2 separate regions of the Mus musculus genome follow, and region 2 is linked to region 1. A link is a contact called in public HiChIP or PLAC-seq data. All regions are on one chromosome and are shown on one strand. Each heading gives the region's core, a stretch centred on a gene start, on an enhancer-like site or on the middle of the called end of the contact. The rest is flanking DNA. Distances are from core to core; before and after follow the strand shown.

What was found. HiChIP or PLAC-seq counts read pairs in DNA pulled down with a chosen protein or histone mark.
Region 2: a CTCF HiChIP or PLAC-seq map of the NIH/3T3 cell line shows a contact between it and region 1, with 7 read pairs. The contact joins two enhancer-like sites. A contact is called at or near these places in 1 of 39 promoter capture datasets (trophoblast stem cells), 1 of 15 datasets of contacts at CTCF or cohesin (the NIH/3T3 cell line) and 1 of 115 datasets of contacts at active chromatin or transcription factors (embryonic stem cells).

The regions. Positions count from the first base shown.
Region 1 is chr4:58,029,353-58,033,470 of GRCm38.p6, reverse strand. No RefSeq gene overlaps it. Among named protein-coding and RNA genes, the nearest start is that of Gm35402, 3.2 kb to the left of the region's middle. Within about 2 kb of position 1,815, at least 6 of the 459 cell types and tissues checked have an H3K27ac peak or open chromatin away from gene starts, as enhancers often do. A contact at or near this core is called in the NIH/3T3 cell line, where this site is marked.
Region 2 is chr4:58,269,361-58,273,726 of GRCm38.p6, reverse strand. No RefSeq gene overlaps it. Among named protein-coding and RNA genes, the nearest start is that of Musk, 14 kb to the left of the region's middle. Within about 2 kb of position 1,711, at least 47 of the 459 cell types and tissues checked have an H3K27ac peak or open chromatin away from gene starts, as enhancers often do. A contact at or near this core is called in the NIH/3T3 cell line, where this site is marked.

The DNA of each region.
Region 1 (4,118 bases), core at 566-3,065:
CAAGGACTTAGGTTCAAGCCCCAGTACCCATGATGGTTCACAGTCATCTGTAACTCCACTCCCAGGAGATCCACCTCCCTCGGTCTCCACAGGCAGCAGGCACACACTTGGGGCACAGACACATGCCAGCAAAACACTCGTACACACAAAGAATAAAATAAAGAAATGAATATAACTCTGCTACTTCTAAGAAAACAAAAAACCAAAATACTAAAACAAAGGAAAGCAGTGTTGCCTGAGTTCTCTGAAACTCTGAACGCCCTAAGCATGGGTTTTTGGTTGGTTTGTTGGTTTTCTTAATGAATCACTTTGCGCTGTGCACAGGCATGCTAAATTCTGACAGGCTCCTCCTCGCCAGCTCTCCTAAGAGCAGAGTGGAGACTATGAGAACAAGGAGTCAATTGAGAGCTTCTCTGCCTTTTATAATAGGCTCATCCACTTTCACACATCCAAGCTGCCTTCTCCACCCAGCCCTGGTCCATCATCTCTTCTCTGGTGAGTCACAGAAACACACATAGGCCTACCTTCCTGGCAGCAGTATCCCGACTCCTCCTTCCTCTGTGGTTTTGCCTTTCTGTTGCTGATATGACTGTCCTTCCTTTTTCTCTTATTTGCTCCCACTTCAGATCATGTGGAAAATGTATCATCCCTCCCAGCATCCAGCCCCTGCAGTGAGTGGGGAACTTCAGCCCCACCTCTGCAATGCAATGCTCAGAAGGGGCCTTAGGACAGGGCTGTGCATCAGCAAGCACCAGGGCCTGCCTTCATTTTCAGGTCCAAAACTTAAGGCTCAGGCTGTGTGAGAGTTTCCAGAGTAAAGTCATCATCAGTGAGAGAGTGGAAAACAACCTTGGCCACTGCCCCCAATCCTTCAATCCTCCAGATCCATGGCTCTTCTCCTTAGAGCCTCTCTCTGCTCTAAGAAAAGCATCAGCCACTGCACAGTCCTGGAGTGTATAAAGGGTGTGAACACAGACTGCACATTCGTCTTCTAACAGTGGCTTTGAAGGCACAACAATGTGCTCAGAAATGAGCTTAAAGATATGCTTGCGTATGTCTTTGGGAGCAAGGAAGGAAGATGAGCTAAATCAGTAAAGTACCTGCTGATCCCATAAAAGTCTGAGGATCTGTGTTGAACAGCCCTGGGATCCACACAAAATGCCAGGTATAGCACATCTCTAACTCCAAACACTGGGTAGGGGGGAGGGGGACAAAAGTAGGTGGCTCCCTGGAGATCACTGGATGGCCAGCCTGCTGAATCAGTGAAAACTTATTGAATGACTGAGGAAGACACCAAATATCAAACTCTGAGCTCCACACATATGTGCACACTAACGCACACACAGAGACACATATACACACATCTGACACACGTCGGCACACATACACTAAGAAAGGATTGGCAAGGAGAACACAGTATGAAGAATTGGAAATGACATGCTCCAAGCTTGCCCTTTGGCATTCATACAAAGTCAAACATTAAGTTCCCAATCTGTGACACATCTCCTGGACTGCCTTCCTCATTATCCATTTTTTTATAGCAAAATTATATGGTATTGACTGAGGAATTGTTGTTCTCCTCCCTAGAACTTTGCCATGGTGACTAAATTATCTCTTGGGCAAAAACATTTGGGAACAAATACACACACAGAGAAGGGGAGGGGAATGCACACACATCATCCTATCAAGATTCAGTAAAGCTGTATATATAAAGGCAATAAAATCAAAATACAACAGATGTAAGTGGTGGGGTGCAAAGAGCCTAGCACCTTCAGATCCAACCACTGGACTCCTTGCTTTCTAAAACAGTGTGGCCCCTCCCTTCTCAGACCTCAGTGGTGATGATTCACACTGCAGAGAAGCTGAGCCGGAGCTTTCCCATCTCTCCTCTTCAATCTTCCTTTAATCTCTCTCTCTCTCTCTCTCTCTCTCTCTCTCTCTCTCTCTCTCTCTCTCCCCCACCCCCACCCCCGGGCACAGATTCCTAAGTACACAATATCTCTGTAATTCTCTGTAATACATGTTGAGGAATTACTTTCAGCACTTGCCTCTACCTTTCCCTACCAGATGTCCATTGCTCCTGCATCAGTCATATCTGCTTATGACATGCTTATCACTACACACCCACTTTGGCAACAGTCTAGTGTGAAGGACGGCAGGGAGCACTGCTCACATCTCAACATCAAACATACATTTTGAAGGTAAAATTCCTCAGAGTGGGATGGAAGTCCATATCCTCAAAACCCGTTTCCCTAAATCCTGCCATGCCTTCCACAGAAAGCCTGCTGTTGCATTTTCAAATTTCAACATATATACTTTTCAGTTTTTGAAAGTGATTATGTCATTTCCCAGGCCTCTCTGTATTGTTTTCTCCATGTTTTATCTTTGTTTGTTAAGAGGTAGGTTGGATGTAAAAAATAAAAGAAAGGAAGACAAGCAGGGAAGAAGGGATAGAGTGGAGGAGAGGAACACCAGACTGCCTCCAGGTTATAAGGTTGGTGACTAATGACCAACCATGAGTATTTTTGTTCAGGCTTTATTCATATTAAGTAAATTTGGAATTGTGAACTATGCCTTCTCTGTAGCCTGAGCACACCCAAAAGACTCTGATGCAGTTCTCAAATTGGACAATAACTGTTTTAGTTACTTTTCTATTGCTGTGACAAAACATGACCATGGCAACTTATTTTTTAAAAGGATTTAATTGTGCTTATGGTTTCAGAAGGTTAGAGTCCATGAGGACAGAGCAAAGACAGGGCGGCAGGAACCGGCGAGAGCTCACATCCTGATCCATAGGCAGACGGCAAAGAGAGTACACTGGGAATGGCCTAAGTCTTTTGAATCCTCTAAGCCTGCCCCCAGTGACACATCTCTAAAGAAAAGCCACACCTCCTAATCCTTCCCAAACAGTTCCACTAACTGGAGATCAAGTACTTTAATAGATGAGTCTATGGGTTCTCTTCAACCACCACAATAGCATGTATCCCAGGCAGAATTATGTTGAAAAAATAACAGTGGAAAATGTCCAGAGGATCACAAGAGACTGTCGGTCATGCAATAGCTAGAGTTCTGGGAATGCAGGTCGGTGGTGGAGCACTTGACTGGCAGGTGCTGTATTCTATCTCAGCACTGGGAATGGTGGTGGGGAAATGGTGGGTCATCTTTGTTTCTTTTCCTGCTACTGTAATAATCTACCTTATAATGCCACACCACCTCCAGAAGGATCTGTGTGACAAGTTCCACAGACTGAGGCAATTGACCTCAAAAGGGGGAGGCCTCCTGGAACCAGTTGTGAAACTCTTCGCTGGAGAAAAATTATTGAGCCGTAGTTCTCATGGCAATCTATCTATTTTGTTTCTCTTATTCCTTTTCTTATTTTACATGTTTCTGGTAGCCTAGGCCAAGATCTTAAGTGAGAATAATGAGTAAGAAACCATCCCTTGAGATGGTGTCACTAACATGACCTTATCTCCGGGGAAACCAACGCTTAACTTTTTAAATCATTTACAAAATTATTATGATAGATAAAAACTTTCCCAACAATAAAATTTCATATAGCTACACATGTGTCATCAGAGGTGAGGTTTGGTATATGGTAAATAAAGCCTTATTAGAAAGAATTAAAATAGTTTGAATTTATGTGTTGAAGATTTATAAAAAATCAGGCATTAGATATTAAATAATAATTGACCATATGGGGATGGAGAGTTATCTCAGAGGTTAAGAGCATTGACCATAAAGATTTATTAACCTGCTCTTGGAAATATGCCACTGGCCTTGGACAACTGTCCCACTGAATATATCCTTTTAGAATTGTTATATTTGATGACTTAGATTAATAATGATGTTACCTAGTCTGTTTGTGATTCACTGACTATATAGTTTCAGAGTTGTAATGCTTGGATGATTTTTGTGCTTTACTGTGCCAAATGATTTTTGTTGGTATCTGTGATTGTTTCACTGGATACAGTTTCTAAGAGTTATAATGCTTGGCTTTTTAATGTATAAAATTCCCTGCTTGAGAGCTGCAAAATATACTCAGATTCAAACTGCCTCTGTGTTTGTTTCTGTTTGTCACCTTACCCACATAGCTTCAAGGACCCTCATTCCAGGGCCTC
Region 2 (4,366 bases), core at 462-2,961, 240 kb before region 1:
TCTACCACACAGGTCCTACACATTGAACTCAGGCTGTTTGGTTTGACAGCAAGCCTGTTTGTCTTCTGAACCTTCTGATCAGTCAGTCCTCTTTCTAAATTGGATGATCTGTTCTTTGTATAATGCAGATATGTTCCTACTGAGAGAGTGGAAGTAAAAGTGATACAGTTGACATCAGGGCTGGGGAAATAGTTTAGCAATATAGAATTTGCCCTGGATACCCAAAGACCTGAGTTCTATATTTAGGTCTACCATAGACAGTTGCCATCAAAACTAGGTCCACACATAATGATTGAGTACATAACATTATGACATGTAGACCTAGTCGATTCTAAACTGGAAAGAATTCGGTACAAACTTTTTAATATAGTCCCATATCTAATTAAATTGTGTTATAAAATTCTACTAAACCATGAAAACATGGGTAAATATCTTCAGAGGTTAGTACTGATGGTACCCAGCCAAGGAATCTCCCAGGGTAATTGAGATTTATTTTTCAACTGGGCTTCTGATTTCTCTTAAATTTATCATTAGTAGGATGGTGTTAATATGCTCTATTGGTCTCTTCATCAAGTGTTTTTCACCCACTCATATAGTTCATCCTGAAAAGAATGCTAGAAGACAGGGGCTAACACCTCCTCACTTCACAGATGAAAGGACTGAGTTTCTTTCAGTCAAGAAAACCTGGACCTAACACCAATGCTCTCAGCCCTTACCCGTGGATTCTCTCAGTCATGCAACAGATATTTGTTGTGTGCTTACAAATGTGCCGGGCACTGTGCTGGGTCCTAGGAGTCCGGTGGTGCTCAAAACAAGCACGGTGCCTGCTCTCTTTGAGGGTTCAGTAGGAAGAGCAAGGATTAAATACGGAAGCGCAAGTTGAGATAATAGCTATAAAGAGAAATTACAGGGTGCTCTGGGGTGCTCTGAAGGCTCCCTTCCTGAGATACGACAACCAGCAAAGGTTGCTCTGGGAGAGTGATAATTAAGCTAAGAGTTGATGGATTAGCCTAAGTCGATGAAAACCTGGGGAAGAATGTAGGAGGTTCTGAGAAGAGCATGGCCGAGTGTTTTCTAATCCTTTGACAAGCTTTCACAGTGAGATCTATCTTAGCCCCGGGTCATTAAAGATCAATTTCTCTGTGTCCCCCTCTTCTGACTTTATATTCACTACATCTGCTTTTAGGGACGGATATTTGCTTTCCATTCAGCTTGACAATAAGAAGAATGCGCTGACTGAGCAAGCCTTTGCTGCTTGTGTTTGTTAGGAGAGTCCTTCCTCCTTGCAACTTAGTAAATCCATGTTATAGCAATCTCGAGTACGTTGTCTTCTTGTGAAGTCTGCTCACTGCAATGGTCTAGCTTCTGCATTGTTCCTTCCCAGTTTCCACCAGCCTTCCCTTCAATGCTCCAAATGATTCTGTCTTGACCACCCTCACTTTTCCATGTGCAGCTCTAGAAATGGGTCATATTTCCTTTAAAAGAATGATGTCTTTAAACTGATAATCGATTTAGTGAGCACGCACTCCTTGATTATATTGATGGGGTTTAGTGTAAAGAGAATCCATTTGGAAGACAGTCTGAATGAAATCATGTTCGGAGTATTCGGGGAAGAAAACAGAGACCATCTTGCCTTGGCAGTCATGTGCTGAGTGACTAATGCTGGTGTTCCTTTATGAGACTGTTTTATTATAAAACTGTAGTAAACCGTGCTGGCATGTCCCCACAGCCAGCATGGAAATGAACTTACTCATAATATTTACTTCTTCTCCAGAGTGCCTAAGCAGACCTGAAACATCTGAACTAACAAAAGTCCTCCAACTTATAATATGTCCCAGCTGTTGTGAGGCTTGTGTGCGTGCCTCTGTGTGTGTGTGTGTGTGTGTGTGTGTGTGTGTGTGTGTGTGTGCACCTCGGAGGGGATTTCCTTGTATTTATTCATTTATGTGCCCTTTGCAGTAGGGCAAGCTCCGTCCGACTGGAATTCCATGTGTCTTTCCTGAGCATTTGTTATGTGTAGAACATTGGCTCGTGTCTAAAATGTCTTCCAAGCAGGACGCAGCTGAGAGCCATGAAAGATGAGATTGTATATTGTTTAGGCACAGTGATATGACTGAGTGGTATTTTCACAGTCAACAATTCATTTTTCTGCCAGTACAGAATGCCACATTATTAACAAGCGGGTATTATCTGGTGACTCTCATGAAAAGATACATTTGTATTACTGTTTTCTATTATTAATTGTTTATGAGCAGCTGGTTAACTTTTAATATTACAGAGATAAAAATCATCAGGGGCTCTATTAAATTTGGTTCTTTTTTTTCTTATCATCTTCTCTAAGTTGGGAGAACAAAGCAAGACAGGTCATAAATGTCTCAAATTTGAAAAAAAAATGTAAGGAGTGCAAGAAAAACCCATTATGTGTCTTTCCCACCTTCTTTCTAAACAGGAGCATTTACTCAAGTAACTGAACTTAACTCTGGGGTTACAGCAATGGGCAAGTCTCTGAGCAAGAAACTTGCAGCTTGGCCAAGGAGAAGAGTAATGATATCAACAATTAATACTGAGTGCAGGGCTTGGGGATTCAGTGGTAGAATGCTTGCCTGGCCAAGATCATGAGTTATAACCACAGCACCAGAAAAAGACCAGAACACAAGGGCATAGGTCAGCTGATGGAAGGCTCATCTAGAATACTTAAAAATCTACCTTCTTTATTCAGCTTTACAGAAACAGGGCACAGTGGGGCACATGCGCAATCCTAGCAACAGGAGGTGGAAACAGGAGGATCAGAAGTTCAAAGGCATCCTTGGCTTCCTAATACGTTTGAGGCAATCCTGAGGTCCATGAGACCTTGTCTGGGAAGTAATAGGCAGGTTGTAAGGAGGGAAGAGGGGAGAGAGGACAGTGTCAGAGAGGTGTGCTGAGAACACATGGGAGTCTGAGGATGCTCACACAGATTGGCGTTTGAGCTGAGAAGTCAACTAGGCACATAGGAGGTCAGGAAAAGGAGTATTTGGGGAAGAATCCCAGGAAGTGGATTCCATAGGATGCAGGGATATGAGAGCTATTCTTGCATGATTTTTCTTTCATTTTGTGCCTTTTTGTGGCTGCCAAGTGAAAGCTATATGCCGAAGGGTGCAAAGGAAAAAAATTAAAAGGAACAGACAGAATCACTTTGCATGCCTCATGGGTTATTCTCAGACCTCATGATATCATCTCAGGAGTGGAACACCTGCCTAATATGTATAAACTTCTGGGTTCAATCTCCAACAACAACAACAACAACAAATTAGAAAAGATAGAAGCAAGTTTTTAATTATGTGTAAATAAGTAAACAAAAATCTAAAGTTTCTAATGCAGAAATTCACCACTGCTATAGTGTGTTGTGTGTGTGTGTGTGTGTGTGTGTGTGTGTGCACAGACATGTAGTTTTGCTCCTAAGTCTCCAGGCCCTTCACCCTTCCACTTTCAGGACCTGCTATGGCATCAAGACCCTGTCTATCATTAATGATGCTGCAGCTTCCAGATTCTACTTTCCATGTAACTAAAGCATATCGCATGATCACATGACCAGGATGAGCCAATGAGATTCTTCATGCAAAAACAAAGCAAAATGTTGCTTTAGGGTTCATTCATCATGGCGCATGGCAGCAGCAGCAGAGTCTGAAGGATCAGCCATGGTGACAGGAAGTCACAGGGTCCAGCAGCTCCTGGGCTGAACTTGAAAAAGTGCCTCCCAGCCATGACCTTGTTTTTCACTCAGATTTCTAGTTTACGTATTTAGGCTTGTGGTTGATTTCTAGAGCTTCACACTCTTCTAGAAAATTCCTCATAGCATACATTAGATAGAGCTGGTGTTGGTTGTTGACAGTGAGAATGACAGGCAACAAAAGGGGCGTTTTGGGGGGGTTGTTTTGATTTGAGCTCTACCTGATGCTGTACTTTGTACTGTCCCACAAACAGAGTTTTCATAGGCATAAAAAGTTGTTACCATAACTCCTCACGGCCCAGCACTGGGTTCTCCCAATGTGAAGTTCAAGTGATTGGCATTTAGCTACCAAGTATCATTATTTTATAACACCATGTATTGTGCCCACTCATTGGTCCCAGGTGATCTCCCAACAGCCTCCTGGGCATCAACCATGTTTTGCATTTTTAACTGAGACTTCACAGAAATCTTAAGCTCCACCATTGAGTTTGGTCTCATCATGGCTTACATGCTGGGCCTTGCACTACATCTCACAGCTGAGCCAACTTTAAAATGTGACCTATTTTATGGTGCAGTACAAGCCAAGGCCTCTGAGTCCTTAATATGGGGTGGGTGGGTTGGTTGGTTGGTCTAACATTGAATGTAAGTCAATTGTAG